Linked DNA regions of Columba livia: region 2 is linked to region 1. The links are chromatin contacts, called in public Hi-C maps. All regions are on one chromosome and are shown on one strand. Each heading gives the region's core, a stretch centred on a gene start, on an enhancer-like site or on the middle of the called end of the contact. The rest is flanking DNA. Distances are from core to core; before and after follow the strand shown. Region 1 has its middle 40 kb from the start of SLC9A3. Region 2 holds the start of SLC9A3 (solute carrier family 9 member A3).

Region 1 (3,778 bases), core at 358-2,857:
ACCATTACATAGTTATGCAACAGTTAGTATTGGTTATCAACTGCTTTATCTAAAAGCACCAGGCAAGAAAAACAGACATTCATTTTTTTTTCTTTTAATCTCTCAGCACACACAGTCTACTAATAGAGGAAAAGGGTTACTAATGTCAGCTCAATCAAAACAGAAAGGACAATAGCTACTGGCGCTTCATTATTACCTGGGAACAGATGAAAAGGGGATGGGAAACAATGGAAATTCCTATGCCGGAATTTCAGGCTTTCTGTCTTACTTAAGGGAGAAAGATAAGACAATCTGAGTGATTTGGTTTTGGTTTTTTTTTTTTCCACAGCCTAAGTTTAAGAAACTTAAGTCATGCTCCTCCCACATCCATCTTTCTTCCAGCTATGTCCTTGTGTTGCTTTATTCTGTATTGACTCTGGCAGTGATTTAACCAGCTTTCATGAAATAACGGACAACAAACCCAGAATTATGCAATAGTTTTCTGCTGGGTTAGCAAGTTGAATTGCTATACTGCATGAGCTGCCAAATGCCAGAGATGGTGCAAAGCAGGAAGATAAAGCACTGGAAGTGAAGAAATGAGAAAGCAGTGAGAAAATATTAAAATGAAGACAAGATACCCCCATATATCAACTATCAATTAATCTTATACATATTAAGAAATCACATATTTAAGAGACTCTCTCTTGTGGTACCTCTACCTAACATACATACATCTGAACAATGAGTTACACATGCTGACTTGGTAGATATTTACATCCCTTGAGCATACAAATAAACTACTACCTAAAGTGCAAAATGACAGGAGCCTCAACCAATCAGCAAACTATAGCTATTCTGGTGTATAGTGTACACAGCACTTACAAATCAGAGAACGTGTACTTGTGTGTTTGGGGTTTTGTTTGTTTCTTTGTTTGTTTTTTTTTTTAATCTGATGACTCCGGATCAACAGAACAGTATTTGCATTTTCCTCTTCTTGAGAGTAGCATTTACTAAGTACATTTAAAGGCAAAACACACAACACTGCCTATGACTAAGTATTTGGAGAATATGGTGCAAAATACCCAAACCTGACTTAAATGCTCTTCTGACATAAACCACTGTGAAGTCATTTGTTATTGTATGAATTGTTGATCGGGGAAAAGTGACACCAGTTAAACTTTTACTATATTACAGTAAAGGTTGTCCCTCAAATTTTCAGCGAGCAAGAATAAAGGAAGTACTAAGATAGTACAAAGTTATCTTTTACTTATCACCGGTGAATGAGGATACGGGAAGTGCAAACTACCTTCAGAAGACGCCGAGTCAGGGATTAGCAGTGGGGTAACAGACTCCTCCCGCCGATTCACAGGCAAGCGGCAGCGATAAGGGCCTAGGCCCGACCAGCACCTCAGCCGCCAGCGGTGCGGGAATGCCAGTGCGCTCGGGCCCCACAGAGCAAATCCTCCTCCCGACCAGCGGACTGAGCTGTCAAGGAGGGAGGGAGAACCCCCGCCTCCACTTCCGATCCTCTTTCTCCGCCCCCTCCCGCGGGGCTGCGAGGCAGTTGCCAAGGTGCCAGTACGGCAACCGGACCGTCCCCATCCTCTTCTTCCTCATCTTGGAAGGGACCCACAAGGACCATCGAGTCCAACTCCTGTCCCTGCCTAGCACAACCCCCAAATTCACGCCATGTGTCTGGAGGTGTTGTTCAGTCCTACTTGAACACTTTGTCAGGCTTGGGGCAAGTGTCACCTCCCTGGCGAGCCTGTTCCAGTGCTCCACCACCCTCTGGGGGAGGAACCTTTTCCTAACGTCCAACGTAAAGCTCCCCTGGCATTCCCTCGGGTTCTGTCATTGGTCACCAGAGAGTTCACTGAGTGCACCTCCTCCTCCCCTTATGAGGAAGCTGTAGTTGCCATGAGGTCTCCCATCAGACTCCTCCAGGCCGAACAAACCAAGTGACTTTAGCCGCTCCTCATACAGCTTCCCCTCCAAACCTTTCACCAACTTCGTAGCCCTCTTCTGGACACTCTCCAGTGGCTTTATATCCTTTCTATAGTGTGATGCCCAGAGCTGCAGACAGTGCTCCAGGCGAGGCCGCACCTGTGCAGTGTAGAGCGGGACAATCATCCCCCTCGGTCGGTTGGCAATGCTGTGCTTGGTGCACCCCAGCACACTTCTTCCTTTTCCTGCTTTTCCTGCCTTAGACCTCCATTCGCCCCCGCCTGGAACACACACGTCCAGCCCTCCGCGAATCCCCTTTTCTGCAGCCAATCGCAACCTGCCGGAGGCGTGACCACGGCGGAGGGAACAACGAACAAGTTGGAGCAAGTGGGAGCGAGATGCTGGGTGGGGCTTGTCGCCGCCTCAGCGCCGAGTGAGTTGCCGGTCTGGCAGCACGCGGGGGCGCGCGGCCGTGGGCTCTGCTGCTGGCGGCGCTTGTCCGCTGCTGTTGCGGCTGCAGGGCTGGTGCTGCTTCGCTGCCGCTGCTTCCAGTCCACCTCGGGCTTGAGGCGGGGGAGCTCCTTGTTCCCTGCGCTGAGGCTGTGCGCAGCGGGAGGAGGTGTCGCCAGGCCTGGAGCTGCGGACCGGCCTCTGCAGGCACAGAAGTGCAGTGGGTGGAAGACAGCCGGGTGCGGCGGAGCGTGCCGCAACCCCGGAGTGACGCACCAGGAGGTCAGCTGGAGCTCGCCTGTTCTACTGTAAGTGCAGGACCAACGGGGCTGGATGCGGCAGCGGCGGTGGCGCTTGGAAGCGGAGCCGGAGCGCCGATTGTGCCCTTAACAACAGAGCTTGGGCTGGACGTCAGGGTAGGGAGCAGAGGAGACGCGCCGGTGTGACGCAGCCAGCCCTGCCGGGCACGGACAGAGTGTGCTGCGCCCTAGACGTTTGGAGAGCGAGGCGCTGGGCCGTTGCGTTGTGGAAGCAGTTAACGAAGGAGGAAAGACAGAGAAGTAGAAACTGGCTGCATGTGTGTATTTCTGTGCGTGAAACGGGAACGGTCACGATCTGCACTGACTGAAGATGTCCCTGCTTATTGTAGGGCCGTTTGGACTAGATGACCTTTAAAGGTCCCTTCCAACCCAAACTGTTTCATGATTCTATGAAGATGCTGTTAATACTTACAAACTATTACCATCTGCCAGCCAGTGTGGAATTTTTGCAGTAGTCGTCCTTTTGTCACATGTAGGCAAATTATTGTTGAGCAAACCCATTTGCCACCCTTTGTAAACTATGAAGTATTTTATTTCTTGGTGATGAAAAAGGAATTATGTTCCAAAAAAGTGCATAAAAAATAAAACACATTTTAACTTGCTGGACTTCCTTAATATTTTTAACTATTATGGTTTAACCCCAGCTGGCAATCACAACCAGGATAGCTGCTCACTCACTCCCCTCACTGCCCCCCCAAACAGAGGAGAGAATTGGAAGGGAGAAACTCATGGATTGAGATAAACACCCATAACAAATATACTAATAACTAGTATAACTAATAACAATATATAACAACTATAACAATAACTAATATAACATTGCTACTACCAAAATATATATAAAATGGAAATAAAAGATGCTCAAAGCAATTCCTCATGAGCTCTATGCTGAGTAACCAGTCCGAGGAAGAGAGAGAGCACCCTGGTCCCAAACAGCCAATTCTAGAGAGGGAGAGTAAACAACAGAAAGGCCCAGAGACGCTCTGCAAAACAGCAGGACAGCAAAAGGCCAAACTAAAAGAACTTCCAAACGGAATTTCACCAAAACAGACTAGTAGCAGAACAGATCTGTCTCCCTCTTCCTA
Region 2 (3,778 bases), core at 827-3,326, 40 kb after region 1:
TTTGCTTATCTGTAGGAAAGATCCACTGGAGAAGGCTTTCTCATTTTTCTAGTACAGCTATTCTTCATCTATGACACATTTGTCCTACAACATGTCTAGCTTCGACATTTTTAATAGTAAGGTTTATTTCTAATCCAGTTATCATTTTGTGAAACTAGATTTGGAAATAATCCCACATATAAGATGGGACACTGTGGCACTTGAGGTGCCATTTTGTCAGCTGCAGCTCAAGTGTTAGATTGTGATGTGATAATATTCAGAATAAGTTGTGATAATAAAAACAGTGCTGACAGCTTGTCTCAACTAAGTTCATTGTTCTCCTAATATCAACAAATGGCATTAGCAACTAGGAATCACTACTATCCACAGGGTTTGGCAACAGCTGATTGGCAGCTACTTACTTCCAAGTGCAGTTCTCTCTCTATAATGGCACTGCCCAAAAATGTGACTCTTATTGGCCAAAGCCATTTACAGAACCTTTAGAAGACTTGGGAGCAGATTCTAAAGGACATTTGAGTGCCTGACTCATACTCTGAAAAAGAGAAAAATAATATAGATAGGATTTAGGTTGTTAGACATTGAAATATTCTTCAGGTCTTCATCTACAACATTTCCAATATGTAAAAAAAAAAAAAAGATATCACCACCTATCATGCTTCCTAAAAAGTTACCAATTCAATCTTCAGATTGGTTCCTACTTTAAAAAAAATTCCTACATAATTTCCTTTCCCTTAAGTAATGAAAAAGCAAGGGAAATAAAAAGTCAATATGTTTTCTTGTTTGAAGAGAGGGTGCCTTGTTTTGAGGTAATAATAAGTGAATCTTCAGTGCAGTAACTTAAGAGAACTTTGCTTCTTGAGTTCCTTAGCTAAATAACATTGTTATGTGCTAATGTGAGACAGCCTTTTAATAATATTCCATGCAAATTTATTGTTTTAATTAACCAGTTAATTGATTTATAGAGTGTCTGTTCAGGTCACTTGGCCTTTGAAAAAGTACTTAGCTTTTCTCTCAAGTGATTGAAATAATAAAAATAATTTCTTAATCTTCCAAAGATTTTAAAGGAGAGCCTTAATCCTGTTCATTTTTGAACTCTTGATAAAACCATCATGTAAGTAAAACAAAAAAGGTAGTGTTTTCCCTCAGAAAGTGACAAAAGCAGCAGACTGCACAAGTGGCCAGCTGGATTGCTTCAGAGCATGCAACAGTGAACAGGAGCGGCTGCTGCTGTGGTGTGTGGAAAGGTTCACTCAGCTCTGTGTTGCCGGGAACATGCTGCTTTGCTGCCTTTTTACTGAAAGGTGATTATTGCCATGGGTCCACCTACCCTATAACACACCACATGGACCATCCAGAATATCTGGCAAATGTTATCAGAAAGAAAGAAGGCTTTAGGGGGAAAGTGGGAACCTTCTAAAACGTTTCATGTTGTAACCACACATACACACACACACACAAAGTTTTTAAATATAGCACAAATATCTGCAAACAGATATAAGCAGAAAGCCAAACCGTGCCTGCTGGTATCATGTCCCCGAGCACCGTGGGAAGAGGTGCTCTCTGGTGGTCAGAAGGAAAAGCTGCTTTGAGAAATCTGCTGTGTCTTCTGTGAGCTAGATCCTAAGGCGACTTGAAGCTGAAAAGCAGAGAAGAGTGCATTTCCTTTGTGGCAAGCGGCTAGGGCAGTGGGGCTGAGAGAGCGAGGCTGACTCACTGGGATGCCCATCGAAAGCACCCGAAGGGAGACTTAGGGATGTCTTGCTTATCCGGCTCCGATGGGAAGCAGGGGCCCCGGGCTCCACCTCGGACGTGCCCATTGGAGCCCCCCAGCCTTGGCTTCTATCGCCAGAATCTCAAGCACACTTCTTCCCAGCCCCCAGCCGAACCGGGACGGTGGACACAAGCCTCAGCCTGCCGTCACTCCCTCGGCGGAACGGAGCTCCCCTGCCGATCCCGAAGGGTGCTCAGTCAGGCCATCGCTGTCCCCGCACCGCAGCCTCCGCGGGAGCGGCAGGAAAGCTCCGCCTCCGGCCGTTCGGGAACAGCCTGATAAAGGCAGGTGCGGGCAAGCAGCAAGGATCCCAGCTCGAAGCATCTGTCTGTGCACGGAGCCCCTGACCCCTCCTTGAGCCACCCTGTGCAAAGCAGCACAGGAGCCAGCCAGTGCCGGCGCCCGGAACAGGGCTCTCACCGCCGCCTGCTGAGCGCACCGCTGTCCCGCCGCCCGCAGCCTTCGGTCGCGTCTCTGCGAAGGGACAAGGACCTCGCCCCCAAGGACCTCTGAAGAGGCGGGATTTCTCCGGGAAGGGGAAGCAGGATTTTCCTGTGTGGCTTGGAGATGAGGCAGGTATCTGGAGTGGGGTTCCTCCTGGGGCTGATGGCTCTCCCAGTGGCGCTGGGACAGAGAAGCTCGGGAAGCTCTATAAATAGCAGCCAGCATCAAAGCTTTGCCATCGTCTCTTTCGAATGGGAACACGTCAAGGACCCTTATGTCATTACACTCTGGATACTTGTGGCCAGTTTGGCCAAAATCGGTGAGTCTGTAGTTATATTAACATATGTACTTTCCCTCCCCCTTTGCCTTCTCCCACTCATGTAAATGAAGAAAGTTTATCATCAGTCCACTGACCCGTTTTCGGGGGTTTTACTGTACTCTGTTCTTATTTCATAATACTGTCCTACATGGTGCTTGGCTGTGTGATTTTTCGCCTGTCCCACTGGGTTATCTAGTTCATTTTCAACGCCTAAGGCTATGGCTCTGGCATCTGACTCTTTGCAAACCCTTGCAGTTTCTTGAAGCCTTGCGTTACTGTTGCTCCCAGGAAAAAGCTTTTTTATAGCAGTGAAAAAGAAATCAGGCTGTATTGACTATACAATACCTATTTCAGTTTATTATATGCTATTCTATTGATCGTGACTGATAGCAGTATTAGCTAACACCATCAAAAATAAACACTGTATGCTACACAAGTGAATTGAGCATTCTCTCCTTTGCAGTGCTGCTGAATTAGTGAAAGAGCGTAGTTTATAGAGATACAGCTGAAAAAAATACAAGCTTTAGAATACACAGAGCTTTTTCAAGAAATTGGAATCAGTGAAAAGCAAGGACTTAGTCTAACTTCAGTGTAAAGTGAATTTATACAAACGCTATAACTCTTGTTTTCTGAACTTCGTGACTTTTCCAAAAACAATCTTATAACACTGCTGAACTAGAATAGTCACCATTCAGTTGGAATGTATTTTATTTGGTTGATGCTCTTATTTTCAGTCCTTTTAGCTTTGGATCTAAAAGCAGTCCTGTAGTTTGGCTGATACCAAAAATATAATTTTCAATTTTCAATAAATTGTCTCTAACCCAGAAGGTATGATCAGCTGAAAACCCTACTAACAGTTTTCTGTACTTGTACCATTAATACTAATTTGGGATATTAAAATCATATTCCATGGATTTAACATGTCACAGAGAATGGAAGATGTAAAAAGATGTACTTAGATATATTCTGCTTAGCACATAAGATAAACACAGTAAGACTTGGTTGGAAAATCCTGTCTCTAAATCCAAAGAAAACATTTTAAAAATGAGGAGTAAGTTATGTAGAGGTATTGTAAAGCATTTTTCAGTTATATCTGCATCTTCGGTTTCACTTGCTTAACCATAGATATAAATGAATACCTTTGTATGAATCACTGTTGAACTACACCTTGCAAATAGTTTGTGTTCAGATGGTTGCTGCATTTTGTAGATTATATAAAAACACAGTTTTATTTTAATTTACTT

The links. Hi-C and Micro-C count contacts between places; a contact is called where the count stands out from the background.
Region 2: a contact with region 1 is called in a Hi-C map of liver, with 3 times the contacts expected there. The contact joins the promoter of SLC9A3 here to the enhancer-like site in region 1. A contact is called at or near these places in 2 of 2 Hi-C or Micro-C datasets (crop and liver).

What each region holds. Positions count from the first base shown.
Region 1 is chr2:61,903,549-61,907,326 of bColLiv1.pat.W.v2, forward strand. No RefSeq gene overlaps it. Among named protein-coding and RNA genes, the nearest start is that of SLC9A3, 40 kb to the right of the region's middle. Within about 2 kb of position 1,608, at least 2 of the 3 cell types and tissues checked have an H3K27ac peak away from gene starts, as active enhancers do.
Region 2 is chr2:61,943,558-61,947,335 of bColLiv1.pat.W.v2, forward strand. SLC9A3 (solute carrier family 9 member A3) reads left to right here and starts at 2,077. Exons shown (of 17, transcript XM_065052219.1): 1 at 2,077-2,534. The coding sequence starts at 2,339.